2 separate regions of the Ovis aries genome follow, and region 2 is linked to region 1. The links are chromatin contacts, called in public Hi-C maps. All regions are on one chromosome and are shown on one strand. Each heading gives the region's core, a stretch centred on a gene start, on an enhancer-like site or on the middle of the called end of the contact. The rest is flanking DNA. Distances are from core to core; before and after follow the strand shown.

Region 1 (6,916 bases), core at 705-3,204:
AATCTTTGCAGAGTTCGCTGGAGGTAGCTCTGTGCCAGGAACAGGCCCTTTATCTAAATTCCTTAGGGAGCTGGGGACATCTCTGGTGGTCCAGTGGCAAAAACTACATTCTCAATGCAGGGGGCCCGAGTTCAATCCCTGATCAGAGAACTAGATCCCACAGGCCACATCTAATGATCCCACATCCTGCAACCAAGATCTGGCAGAGCCAAATAAATAAATATTTTTTTAAAAATAAATAAAATTCTTTAGGCAGCCAGTTCAATTCAGTCACTCAATCGTGTCCAATTCTTTGCCACTCCATGGACTGCAGCACAACAGGCTTCCCTGTCCGTCACCAACTCGCAGAGCTTGCTCAAACTCATCTCCATCAAGTCGGTGACACCGTCAAACTATCTCATCTTCTGTGGTTCCCTTCTCCTCCTGCCTTCAATTTTTCCCAGAATCAGGGTCTTTTCCAAAGAGTCAGTTCTTTACATCAGGTGGCCAAAGTATTGGAGTTTCAGCTTCAGCATCAGTCCTTCCAATGAATATTTAGGACTGATTTCCTTTAGGATAGACTGGTTTGATCTCCTTGCAGTCCAAGAGACTCTCAGAGGCTTCTCCTATACCACAGTTCAAAAGCATCAATTCTTTGGTGCTCAGCTTCTTAGGCAGCTAATGGGGAGGTAAAAAGAAAAACTTCCTGAGTTTCCATTTAATAAAGAATAATCAGCCTAAATAATCACCGAAAAGATACATTTTGAGGTGGCAAATTTTGCTTCTCTACAACTTCAAGAGTTTTCCCTGAGAGTAATCCCTTTAGCACAAAATAAATTTGTTTAGAAGATGGCCCTTTTTCCTGCTTTATTTCGAAGGTGGACATCTGTCTGTCCATTGATTTGACCATCCACCAATTCATCCATCCTTCCCTCCATCCATTTTTCTCTCTTAGAGAAGTAAAAAGGTATTACAGGAACATATATTAACACTTGTGTTTGGGTTAAAAATTTTTAAAATGAAGTAAAAATGATATGAATTATTTGACTTGACAAAGAGAACTAGCTTTGCCAATTAATATAGTGGAAATTTTTCATAAATTGGATGAGCTAAATTCACAGCTCCACAGTTTTGATGAAAAACCATTAGCACTTATAAAAGAAACAACATGCCAGAAAATAGTTCATCACAACTATTCAAATTTGTGGAAAGAGCTTTCAGATGTCAACTTTTAAAAGTCTATAGGCTAGAGTATGAATTTTAAAAATTCTTATATGGGCCACAGAGGCAAAAATGTTTGGAGACCACTGTTTGAAGCACTGGGGCTCCTGGGAAAAGTGAACAAGACAAAGGCCTCTGGCTTCTCAGAACTTAATCCCAGATTAGCTGTTTAAAATTTTAATTCAAATGTTACCCGCTCAGAGAGACCTTCCCTAAGTCACCCTATCACATTATCTTCATGGCAGTTAAAACTGAGATTATTTATTTTTTTGTCTGGTATATCTATTTACTCTAAAATGTAACCTCCATGAAAGAGGGAACCTTGTCGGACTTGTCCAGATGGTGTTCCAGCGCCTGGAATAGTAGTAATGGCATATTAATGTGCATAATAAATGCTATTGGGGAAATTAATTTTGTTGGTTCTGTACCCATTTCACGGAGGGTTAAATGAAGCCCTTCTTAAACGCTGGCTTTAGTTAAGTTCCTCTGTCTAACTCCATTGAGCACAGAGCAGCTCTGGTCGGATTCCCCTCAAATTCTTTGCCGTCCTCCCAACGTGAGACTCTGAAGGCTTGCAGCCCTCATCCAGGCAGAAAATTCCCGGCGAATTTTCCTCGCAGTTTCTCCCGAATTCCACCAGGGGGCAGCAGAGGGGGAGGTAACGACACCCAGCCAGCCAAACGTGGCTGGGCGGGGCTGGGGAAGAAGGGGAGGGGTTCCGCTTCCGAGGGGGCTTACTGCTTCCGCTTCCGGCGACTTGGAGGTTAGGACGCTGACGCGAGGATGGACGCCTTAGTTGCTCATTGCTCCGCGAGGCTGCTGCAGCAGGTAGTACCTCATGGGGCCGGTGGGAAGGTTTGAAAGGGAGGTCCCAGGGCCCGGCTCCCGCCCGGGCAGCACCAGAACAACGGCAGCGAGGCGGGGACCGAACTGCTCCCTTGCGACAGGGGCAGCGGAGTCCCCATACACGGGCCTGCGCTGCCTCGGAAGTTAATGCCCTCCCAGGAACGCTTTCCAAGAGATGGGAGAGGAAGAACCCTGGGTTCCCAGGCCCGGGTGACAGTGACGTCCAGCGAGGCGGAGGGTTCCCCTCTCTTTGACACCCGCAAGCCAGCATCTACAGTGGGGCTGGAGCTTGGCGTGTCGAGTCCCGCCTCGACCAGTGCTCGTCCTTCCCCGAACACGCGTGCTCTGTCGGGGGAAGTGCGGGAACACACAAAGAGGAAAGTGGAGGGAGAGCAGGAGCCCTGGGCCCTGTTTGCAGCTCAGCACCCCATTCTGTCCGTGATACTGTGCAAGAGGAATCCTGAGATTCTTCTCAGTCCATGCAGGGGCTGATTATCAAGCTGGGGTTTGCTTCTTGCTTTCAGTATTCGTGGGGAAAGAACTGCAAGAGCTTGTCGAGAATTGACAGTTCCCTTACATTCTAGGTGCAGGTGGGGAAGGGTGGGAGGATGGGGACCGCTTCTTTGCTAAATCCGTCACGACTTGGTCAAGTAAATTGTCACATTCTTTATTGTTTCGAGTCATATGGCGTTTTTCAGTGTGGGGACATAGGTATACTCTTTGGGTTGTGATAAGAATGGAGATGATTTCTGAAAAGTGTTGAGCTCTGTGCCTGGAACACAGTATGCTCATTTATGGCACACTATGTTTTTTGTCTTTGCTGTAATTATGCCCAGATAAACAGTCAAATTTAAAGTGAGGAATCTCTCCTTGAATAACGCAGTTAGTTAGGTAGCTTTATTTCTTTTGAATTGACCTGTCTTTAGTTTTGGGTATTAGAGTAAAACATCTGTTCTAGGACTTAAGACACTGGAAAGAAAGAGATGATAAAAGGGGAAAGTCCTTTTGTCTCAGAAAAGGCAAAAGCGGAGGGACTTGAACCAAAGAAACAAGCCATCTGAAGGTGATCCCATTGCAGGCTTAACACTCCTGTTCCTCCCCTCCAACACATACAAATACTTTTTTCTTGCCAAGGATAGTATTGGTAATGTCATCAAAAAACTCAGAAAAAAACCACAACTTACCAAAGGCAAAGTCCTTAATTGCTATCATCTCTACCATGCTCAGGTGGAGAGGAGGGGAGATGAGGAAGTAAGTTTATGGTTCAATTTATCACATCTGGGAGTTATCAATCATGATGGACCAAGGTGGCTGTTCTTTCCTAGGAAAAAGAGATTAAGTTTCTGACTGCTGAAATTGATCGGTTGAAAAACTACAGCTGTTCAGAAGCTTCTGCAGATTTGGAGAAGTTGCGGGAAGAAAATTTAAAATTAAAGTATCGACTGAATATCCTTCGAAAAGTGAGTACTCTGGGCTTTGGTTTCATTCTACAATTTAAATTATTGTGTCTTTTTAAAAATCCTTGTTAGCGAAGATACTGAAAGAAATTTGGCAAAAGGACTTAAACCCTGTCCTTTCTCCCTGCATTAGACAAGTTAGGAGTAAGTTGTTGGTGCAGATAATGGAGAAATTGCTGTTTTCTCTCTGGGGCCCTTGAAATGTTTTCATCATACTGATGTTTAGCCAGCTTAATTTTCAGTAATCGCTTAAATCAGAATATTTTTAACTACACCCACAGTCCTTCTCTGCTTTAAGTTGGTTATTTTAGTTTTATTTTTTGTATTTTACAGTGTCATATTTGTGGGAAGGTTCTTTTTCCGTTAGTATTTTGGTACATTTTTTCCCATGAAGCTTGTGTTGTATTGGTTATTTCATGACTTCATAATCTTAACAGTGTTTATTGATTTTTGTCAAAAAATTGAGCTTGCTTCCGTTGGGGCTTTAATTTCTTGGCCTGCTTTTCAGGTCTACTGATGACACATCCTGGGCGATGGCCTCACTCCCTTGATTGTTCTGCTCTGTGTGTTCTCTACTACTTTCAGGCAGGTTGCACTGGCATTGTACCTTTTTTCCAAAGCTTACTCTTATGTATTCATCTTAAACTCGCCTGCCCCACTGCCATGAAGTCTTTTTTTATTGCCTACTGTGATCTCTTATGCTTAAAATAGCTTTGAGTCTTCTAAAATTAAAAAATTCCATTTCCAGGGAATTGTCCCCAAAATATCTCAACCTTTCTGATCACCTCATTCATTCTGCACTTACTTATATTCATTTCTCTATTTCAAGTCGAAACTACTGTTGAATACCTGATCTGTGCTGGAAGCTAGGAGGGAAAAGATACAAAAGGAAGTGCATTCTTTTGTTGTTGTTGTTGTTGGAGTGTGATTGCTTTACAACGCTGTGTTAGTTTCTCCTCTACAACAGCTGTGAGTCAGCTGTATGTGTACACATACACCCTCTCTCGGACCTCCTTCCCACCCCTCTGATCCTCTGCTACACAACACGTGTTATATCCTTCAAAAAGTGAGTACTCTGGGCTTTGGTTTCATCCTACAATTTAAATTATGGTGTCTTTTAAAAAAATCCTTGTTAGCGAAGATTCTGAAATTTGATAAAAAAAAAGCCTCAAACCATCTTTTCCCCCTGCATTACACAAGTTAAGAGTAAGTTGTTGGTGCACATAATGGAGAACTTGAGCTCCCTGCACTGCGCAGCAGGCTCTCACTAGCTGTTTTACCCATGAAGGTGCATTTATGTCAACCCTGATCTCCCGGCTTACCCCACCCTCACCATCCCACGCTTGCACGTCCGCTCTCTACCTCTGCTTATCTATTCCTGCCCTGGAACTAGGTTCATTTTTCTAGATTTCACATACATGCATTATATACAGTATTTGTTTTTCTCTCTCTGACTTACTGCACTCTGTTTGACAGACTTAGATCCATCCACATCTCTACAAATCTCCCATTGAGCTGTCTTTTTTTTCCCAAGATTAAGTCTTCCATTAGTATTTATTAGAATGACAGGTACAGCTTTTCATCAGTGACAATGTTAAGGTTGCTATGTGATGGTGCTCTTGTTACAAAATCACAGATTTTGAGTTATCTCCTGATGCTAATTTTCTTATTAGTTCTGTTGATTTAGGAGAGTTTTTTAGTTTGTTTGTTTGTTTGTTTTGCATAATGTGATGTTTCAGAATGCTTATATTGAATTGTAGCAAAGATGCTTGTACCATATGTAACATTTCTTCACCTCATGGAAGTTAACATTTTAAGGGAGAAGAGAGTATTCACCTTGAATCCTGGCTTTGCTTCTTGCCTTTATCGTTTTTGGCAAGTTAGTTAATCTCTAACCCACAAGGAAAGGGTGATAGTAGTCACAAGCTCCATTTTTGTTATGTAGGTGATGTAAGGTCATGCACATCAATAAAGCACTTGACTCCGCTCTTAAATCACTCAGGAGTACTCAGTTCAGTACTGCCCGAATAATAGTTTTCATTATTGTTGCCACTCATGTTACGTATCGACATTTTGGCTGATGGAGACTCATGGTTCGTGTGTAGGCAGCACGTTCATTTGTGTTTCTTCAGGAGCATGTCTGTAGTCGCCAATCGTCTTGACCAGCTGCATGGCGGGTACGGTGCTGGCTCCAGAACTTTCATTGCTTAGTTGCCGTGTCCAACACTTCTGCAGCCACGTGGACTGTCACCTGTCAGGATAGAACCATAAATAAGACACTTTCTTTGCAATCAGAGTACTTGGAGAAATTTCAAACCTGTCCAAAGACAGATAATTTGGAGAAAGTATGAAAAGTGCAATAATGGAGGCAGTTAATTAATTATATACCATCTTAAATGAGTGTATTCCACTTCTGAGAAGGTGAGAAATAGGAAGTACCACGGGGTTATTTAGCAGTAAGACAAAACAATCTGTTACTCTGATACATTAATATTACCCATCTGTATTTTTGACCTGTTTCATTTCATGCTTGAAAGGGTCAGCGTTTTAATGGAGAGATTAAATGTTTTTATTGTTTTTGTCCATAGAGCTTTCAGTTCCAGCATTTGATAGGAAGTTATTTAGGATTGATTTTATATTATTTTCTCAGTGCTTTAGGAAGCTGAGAAAATCATCAGCCCCTTACTCCCTATTGCTGGCTTCTGTTATATTAAATAACTGTAGAAAGAAAGTACATGGGCATTTTTACATGTATGTCTTAGATGCTGTGGGATAGACTTGTCCTATTAATGCTTCTCAGCACATCCTAAATATGAGAGTGTTACACTATGAGTGTGTGTTACCTTTCAGTTTCAAGATACTTGAAGGCTTCTTAAAATATTTGGGCAATTTTTGTATAAAGTTTATTAGCATTTACATTCTTTTCTTACAGAGTCTTCAAGCAGAAAGGAACAAACCAACCAAGAATATGATTAACATCAATAGCTGCCTAGAAGAAGTCTTTGGTTGCGCCATTAAGGCTGCCTATCCAGTTTTGGAAAATCCTCCACTGATAGTGACTCCAAGTCAGCAGCCCAAGTTTGGGGACTATCAGTGTAATAGTGCTATGGGCATCTGTCAGGTAATTATATTATTATAAAGCATTCTTTGTGGTTTGATTTTCTTAAGCATTACAGTTACCATTGTGCGCGTGCCTGCGTGCTCAGTCATGTCCGTCTCTTTTGCAACCTCACGGACTGTAACCTATCACGCTCCTCTGCCCGTGGGATTTCTCAGGCAAGAATACTGGAGTGCATTACCATTTCCTTCTCCAGGGAGCTTCCTGACTCGGGGATCAAACCATCAGCAGGCAGATGCTTTACCACTGAGCCACCTGGGAAGCCCATAATTATCATTATCATTTACATAAATAA
Region 2 (7,821 bases), core at 2,424-4,923, 240 kb after region 1:
GTGAGAGTTGGACTGTGAAGAAGGCTGAGCACTGAAGAATTGATGCTTTTGAAGTGTGGTGTTGGAGAAGACTCTTGAGAGTCCCTTGGACTGCAAGGAGATCCAACCAGTCCATTCTGAAGATCAACCCTGGGATTTCTTTGGAGGGAATGATGCTAAAGCTGAAACTCCAGTACTTTGGCCACCTACCTCATCGAAGAGTTGACTCATTGGAAACGACTCTGATGCTGGGAGGGATTGGGGGCAGGAGGAGAAGGGGACGACAGAGGATGAGATGGCTGGATGGCATCAGCGACTCGATGGACACGAGTCTGAGTGAACTCCGGGTGTTGGTTATGGACAGGGAGGCCTGGTGTGCTGAGATTCATGAGGTCGCAAAGAGTTGGACACGACTGAGCGACTGAATTGAACTGAACTGAAACCTCTACCATTAAGAAATGGAACACGATTTTCTTGCAGTAAATTTGTTACAGTACTTACTTGAGTTCTCTACTGAGAACTATATTAATTCTGTCCTTTAAAGGTCGATTCTTCTCTGGAATGGAGAACCAGGTCTTCCTACCCATAATCACCAAATTCTGTTTACCTTTAAAATCACATGGAAAGAATAAATATATTTTGGGAGCATATATATATATTTTTATATACTTATACATATATGCATAGATGATGGTCATAGTGACACCTAGTGGATCTGCTTTAAAAATTAAAATTAAAAACAGCTTTACCAAAATTTATCATGTCATCCATTATCTAAGTCTAGTAACTATTATTCCCTTTGCCTTTAGCCAATTTATAACCAATATATAGCTTTAATCAACTGTAATCATGTACATTATAGTAGTTAAAAGCAAAGATACTGGGATGAAGTGCTAAAATCGAATGTATTCTGTCATCTACTGAGCTAGTCATGTGTATTTCCTGTGCTTTATTTTCCTTACCTATAAAATGGAGATAACAATGGTTCCTTGTAGAGTTGTTATGGGTATTTAAGACTTATTTATTGTTATGGGCAATTGAGTTCTTAAGGGTATTTAAGTTGTTAGGGGTATTTAAGGGCTTCCCTGGTGGCTCAGATGATAAAGTGGCTGCCTACAATGCAGGAGACCTGGGTTTGATCCCTGGGTTGGGAAGGTCCCCTGGAGAAAGAAATGGTAACCCACTCGAGTACTCTCGCCTGGAAAATCCTATGGACGGAGGAGCCTGGGAGGCTGCAGTCCATGGTGTTGCAAAGAGTCGGACATGACTGAGCTACTTCACTTCTGGTGGCTCAGCTGGTAAAGAATTCGCATGCAATGTGGGAGACCTGGGTTCGATCCCTGGGTTGGGAAGATCCCCTGGAGAAGGGAATGGTACCCACTCTGGTATTCTGGCCTGGAGACAGTCCATGGGGTTGCAAAGAATTGGACATGACTGAGTGACTTTCACATATACACATTATTTATATTTGCATACTTTATAGATTTAAATTACAGTAATTTTTCTTAAATTAGACTTCCCTGGTGGCTCAGATTGTCAATCCCCAGGTGTGGAAGATCCTCTGGAGAAGGAAATGGCAACCCACTCCACTCTTGCTTGGAAAATCTCATGGGAGGAGCCTGGTAGGCTACAGTTCATGGGGTTGCAAAGAGTCGGACACGACTGAGCGACTTTACTTACTTAATTTTTCTTAAAGATAGCTGCTTTATATTCTAAGCAATGAGCTTAAAACATTATCAATTGTGCCTCTATGCTTCTCTTTCAAGTATACTGCTTCTATAAAAACTTTACATATGTAGCTTCCATTTTTGTTTAATTACTTAGGAGGGAAAAACCTTGGGAGCTGCATATCTGGATCAAAGGAACATATACATTTCTGATTTTTGACATGTTCTGAGAGACTATCAAAGGAGTGCATGTGTCTGTTTTCTTGAAGAATCATCATTAGTTCGATTTTTTTCAAAACAAAAACATGAAATTTACAAACTGCAAAAAATTTTATTTTCCTCCAAGAATAAACACCCGCCCCCCCCCCCCTGTAATTCAGAGAACCCTTATACAATATGCACTATATTTTCAAGGACAGGACTTTATGTGTTCAATAAGATTATCAACTATTAATGGAGCTAACAGGTGAGTCATTCTGATGAGGAAAATGGCACAGACCTAACAACTAAGGTAGAAGTGATGAATGAAGGACGCAGGGAGACAGCCAAGACATCCTTGGTTCCCTTTCATTCATTCATTCATCCAAGAAATACTATATTTACTGAAAACAAGCAAACAGGCAGAGGATGCTCTTATTAGCAGGCCATACTTAAGATTCTTGAGAGCGTTCATGTCAATCCTTTGCCTTAAAGCTCTTGCCATCTTGTCTCCACCAGTGATTCAAGGGCCAAATCCAAGGACCTTTTATCCCTGCCACTACAGTTACGCTGCATCTGCTCCTTTCTGATTTATGGTTGCCCTGTTTACGCTGCTCCTGCTCCTCCAATGAACAAAGATACACTCCTCTTAGGTTTTAAATGGTCCTATCCCTCATGCCCATATTCTTTTCCCTGGTTATCCTCTTCTTGCCAGTGGCTCAGTTCACCTCGTTCCCTGGGCCTGAAGTTGTCTCGAATATCCTACAAGCACTTCAAAATCTTCATCATTAGAGCTGCTCACTATTCCCCATGTCACTCAGACTATCAAACTGGAAATGAGAGTTCATCCTTGCCTTACTGCACCACCTTCAACTTTCGGATCTCCAAATCGAGCATCTTGTAACCCTTTTTTGCCCTTTGTCCTATCCACTGCCATTCAGACATCTTACAGCAGCAGCGATTTCAAAAGCCTCTTCCGTTCTCCTTTGCGAGCACTGACCTCCACAGAAGCCTTTACCTAGCTTCCAATTTTGCCCAATACCTGAATTGTACGCGCCCACATCAAATTTCAAATAAACTTTTTTTTTTTAAGGAATGTTTAATGAGTCTTGGGAACTGTATACACACTGATGTTAAGACAAAAGGTCCAAGACTAACATGAGAAACTTTTCACTTAAGTAAAATTTGCACTGGTAAGCTTCCTCAGGCAAGACCTTTGGCAAACTTGAAGCACTTAAAAATGCCACATTACCTTCTTCTGAAGAGACTGTAGTCATTCTTTGGAAATACTTGAATTCATTCCTACAAGTTAAGAGAAACACGCAGTTCCTCAGAATGTGATCCCATGGGCTTAAGCTCTAAAGCCCCCCGACAAACGGGGCGCTGGTTGCGGGGTGGTGGTGAGGACTTTCAGGGCTGGGATTTTGCTCCCGGGGTAGGAGCCGGGAGTAAAGGTCTAGCCGGGCAGCTGGAGCGGGACGTAAATCAATAACTTGCAGTCAAGCTCCGGAAGCAGAATGAAGCCCAAGCCTAGCTCTCGCCAGCTCAGGTCACGAGACCGACCCCTCCTCCTCCCAGCGTCGGCGCGACGCGTCCCAGCTATCCCGATCAAGGGCCGTTGGCGCCAGCTTCCACTCTCGACCCATCCACCTCCCCGGGCTCAGCAGATACCTGAGTGGTGGCCAGGGCAGGTTCCCGTTCTTGCCGATGCCCATGTTCTGGGACACAGCGACGATGCAGTTTAGCGGACGAACCATGACAGCTGCAGGAAACACTTTCTAGCTAGCCGTGAACCGCGGTCTCCGCACAGCCAGCTTGGCGCGAAATTTTGGCCGCCCCGCCCCTCCAGCCCTATTTGCGTAGGCGAGACCGCACCCCCGTCCCGCCCCCCGCCCCGGCGCACCGCCGGGTCACGACGTGCTCGCGCCCGCAGACACCCCGGGAACTGCGGCCGCGGGCCCGCGCTCCCGGCTAGGCCCGGCTCTCGGGCTGTTGGCTCTCGGGCTGTTGACTCCCGGCCTTGCGATGTCGCGCCGGAAGCCGGCCTCCGGCGGCGCCGCTCCCGCCAACCCAGCGTCTGCAAAGCAGGCTGTTTTGAGCAGATTCTTCCAGTCTACGGGAAGCCTGAAATCCACTGCATCCCCAGCGGTTGCAGCCGAGAAGGCGGACCCTGACTCTGACTCCGCGGCGCCCCTAGCGTCCAAGCTCCCGCCGCAGTTGCAGCCACACGTGGTGGGTTCGGTCCAGGACGGGGCGGGGCAATCGGGGAGAGGGGGCGGGGCCAGACGGGCGGAGGCTGCGCTTGTGGGTGGGGCGGGATGAGGCGGGGACTGTGCGCGAGAATCGGCGAGGTGACTGGGCCAGACGAGAAAGGGGCAGGGCTCAGGAAGGAGGCGGTAGGAAGAGGTAGGCCCGCCTCCATCCTAGGTGCCCTTCGAACCGGGCTTCCCTTGTGGCTCAGCTGGTAAAGAATCTTCCCACAATGCTGCCTGGGTTCGATCCCTGGGTTGGGAAGATCCTCTGGAGAAGGGAAAGGCTACCCACTCCAGTATTCTGGCCTGGAGAATTCCATGGAGAAGTCCATGGGGTCGCACAGAGTCGGGCACGACTAAGCGACCTTCACTTCACACTTACACTTGAGGTATTAGTTTTGAGGTTACGGTCACACCAACTCTTAATGGCAGCCCTGAGACACAAACTCAGGTCTCCTGACGCCCATTCTGATGAGTAGGGTCAGAGGATACCTCTTTTAATCTCCATTCTACCCGCCCGCCCCCCCCCCACCTTTTCTTTCCCCCCTGAATTAAGGGTTGAAGAAGAGCCTTGTTCATTTTAATCTCCATTCTACCCGCCCGCCCCGCCTCCCCCCAGCCCCCCTCCCCCACGGCCCCCCTCCCCCGCCCCGGCCTGAATTGTGGGTTGAAGAAGAGCCTTGTTCATTTGTATTTGTTTAGTTAGGTGACTGGATGAAAACTGTCGTTAAAACAGCCTTGCCCAATGTTTCGGGTGATTACCAGTAAAAGTCATGATTTCTGTGCGGTTCCCTGGTGGCTGTACCTACCCCTTGTGGTTCAGATTATAAAGTCTGATACACGATATGAGTGGATAAAAGTTTCTTGAGACGATACAGATGTGCTAGTCGTTGGGTCCTTCCTGTTGCTTGCCATCCTTTGAGTAAAATAGTTTTGTTGCGTTTTTGACCAGAAACACTGCCACAAAGGAAAACCTAAGGGTGAGCCCTCATTGGGGCTCCCTGGTACAGCATTTCTCGAACTGAAAATGTGGAAGGCAGTTGTAGATTGGCTTTTAAGTAACCCTCCAGGTTTTGAAGCAGGTGACAGCTTGGCTGCTTCAAAATTTTGTTCCCTTCATTTATATTTCTTCTATAGAGGATTGTACCTCTCCTGTCTTTGTTTTTTGACCATAGTGTGCATTTCCATGAATTCACCAAGATTTTATTTTACACCTACTGTTTACAGGTCATTTGGTGAAGGAGCTAAGTTTTTGACAGTTTTTCTGTCAGCATACAGTCCATAATCTTGTGGCATCTTCAGTGGTAAAACATAAGCCAAGTTTGAATATGAAAGAGTTAAATTGCAATTAACATTTCAAAAATGATACCATTCTTTAATTATCTAAATATTAGTTTTTTTTCTTGAAGGTACTCTATTTAGCGTAGGTAAGTAGTGTGATTCATAATCTGAGCTAGGACAAGGCTGATTAAGTGAAGAAAAGTAGCAGCCTTGGTTCTAATTCTAGGACTGCTTGAGATGCCGAGGCTCGTGACCTGACCTCCAGCTTATCTTTGATGATGGTAGAACAGTTCACCCATAGCTCTAAGTAGACAATTCTATGAAGGGTGGATGGCAAGAACCTACTGTCATTCAGAAGTAAAGTTTAAATTATTTTGCATACATCAAATTTTGAGAGTAGAGATGACACATCCTTTTCTAACATAGGTTGCAGAAATTGACAGAAGTAAAAAGAGAGCACTGGAGAGTGATAGGCCTGTTAAAAAGAAAGCGAGGAAAGTCCAAGAAAAGGAAGGAAGTGATTCTGTAACGTCTGGAAACTCTGGTGAGTTCTGGGGCAGTTTTTCTTCGTTCTCACAAGTCATGGCTCTGATATTCTTGTGTTCTGAGGGAAGAGGAGGCTATAGGAGAACTGGGCCATTTTTTTCCTTTGTGGAGAAAGGCTTCCATTGTGCTTAAGCAGATTGGTACCTTCTTAAGTGGTGGTGTGTGGGTAGAAGGTTGGAGAAGTAGGGGTAAAAGCTGGAGTTCTGCAATTTGGCTGTAGTTCTTTCAATTTTCTCTTTTATTGCCTTTAGCAAATTTTGATCTTGATTATAAAAGTAAAACATTCTTATTATAAAATTTTCAAACAATTCAGAAACGTAGAAGGTAGACAAAGACCTCATAGTCTTTCTTTCAGTAAGGCCTACTGCTGATTTTTGGAGATGCTGTATATTCTTCCAGATTTTTCTACTTATGCACATCTATATGTATAAACATATACCACAAAGTAGTTAACGAATAGTATTTCATAAATTGTAATAGACTATATATACTAATTTGCAACAATTTTTCCCCTCTTAGAGCTTTTTGAACAACATTCAGTGTTAGGACGTGTAGATCTAGCCTGTCCTTTTTAATCATGGAGCTGTTTCTTCTGTATGTGAAAAGATTTTGGGTAAAACCACCATTCCTGAGCTCCCGGACTTCTAGCGGAGGTATTGGATACAGATACTTGAGCAAATTTTTCTTTAGTTAAGTGGCCTCAGACAGTTTATGATAGGAGAGGACAGAGAATGCTTCTTTCTTCATTATTCTCACGAAATTATGTAGGGAAAATGAAGTGAAGTGAAGTGAAAGTCACTCAGTTGTGTCTGACTCTTTGTGACCCCATGGGCTGTAGCCTGTCAGGCCCCTCTGTCCATGGAATTCTCTAGGCAAGAATACTGGAGTGGGTAGCCATTCCCTTCTCCAGGGAATCTTCCCAACCCAGATCGGACCCAGGTTTCCAGATTCTGGTTTAGAACCCAGATTCTAAACCATCTGAGCCAGCAGGGAGGCCCAAAACAAATGAGTCAAAAACAAAAAAGAAAAGTGTCAGTTTGGTGGATCAAGAAGTAAAATTTGAATTTATGTATGAAATAACTGTAGAAATGGAGATGCATGATTAAAGTGAAGGATAGGTCTGATGATACCCTTTTCCTCTTCCTACCTGAATGGAGGCGTGACTCGACAGAATTTGCATTTTCCAGGGCTGTCTACTTTTCTTTGCTTCATTACTCTGCATCAGTTCAGTTCAGTTGCTCAGTCGTGTCCGACTCTTTGCGACCCCATGAATTGCAGCACGCCAGGCCTCCCTGTCCATAACCATCTCCCAGAGTTCACCCAAACTCATGTCCATCAAGTCGGTGATGCCATCCAGCCATCTCATCCTCTGTTGTCCCCTTCTCCTCCTGCCCCCAATCCCTCCCAGCATCAGAGTCTTTTCCAATCAGTTAACTCTTCACATGAGATGGCCAAAGTATTGGAGTTTCAGCTTTAGCATCAGTCCTTCCAATGAACACCTAGGACTGATCTCCTTCAGAATGGACTGGTTGGATCTCCTTGCAGTCCAAGGGACTCTCAAGAGTCTTCTCCAATACCACAGTTCAAAAGCATCAATTCTTGGGCGCTCAGCTTTTTTCCAACTCTCACGTCCGTACATGACCACTGGAAAAACCATAACCTTGGCTAGACTGACCTTAGTTGGCAAAGTAATGTCTCTGCTTTTGAATATGCTGTCTAGGTCGGTCATAACTTTCCTTCCAAGGAGTGAACGTCTTTTAATTTCATGGCTGCAATCACCATCTGCAGTGATTTTGGAGCCCAAAACATAAAGTCTGACACTGTTTCCACTGTTTCCCCATCTATTTCCCATGAAGTGATGCCATGATCTTCGTTTTCTGAATGTTGAGCTTTAAGCC

Evidence for each region. Hi-C and Micro-C count contacts between places; a contact is called where the count stands out from the background.
Region 2: a Hi-C map of muscle shows a contact between it and region 1, with 7 times the contacts expected there. The contact joins the promoter of DHFR here to the promoter of RARS1 in region 1. A contact is called at or near these places in 7 of 16 Hi-C or Micro-C datasets (blood, hypothalamus, liver and 2 more).

What each region holds. Positions count from the first base shown.
Region 1 is chr5:78,077,440-78,084,355 of ARS-UI_Ramb_v3.0, forward strand. RARS1 (arginyl-tRNA synthetase 1) reads left to right here and starts at 1,955. Exons shown (of 15, transcript XM_027970485.2): 1 at 1,955-2,028; 2 at 3,372-3,506; 3 at 6,436-6,624. The coding sequence starts at 1,984. It also overlaps the pseudogene LOC105606745.
Region 2 is chr5:78,320,153-78,327,973 of ARS-UI_Ramb_v3.0, forward strand. It overlaps DHFR (dihydrofolate reductase), which reads right to left and starts at 3,674. Exons shown (of 6, transcript XM_004009054.6): 1 at 3,516-3,674; 2 at 3,097-3,146; 3 at 481-586. The coding sequence starts at 3,601. It overlaps MSH3 (mutS homolog 3), which reads left to right and starts at 3,776. Exons shown (of 24, transcript XM_042250722.1): 1 at 3,776-4,076; 2 at 5,804-5,921. The coding sequence starts at 3,870.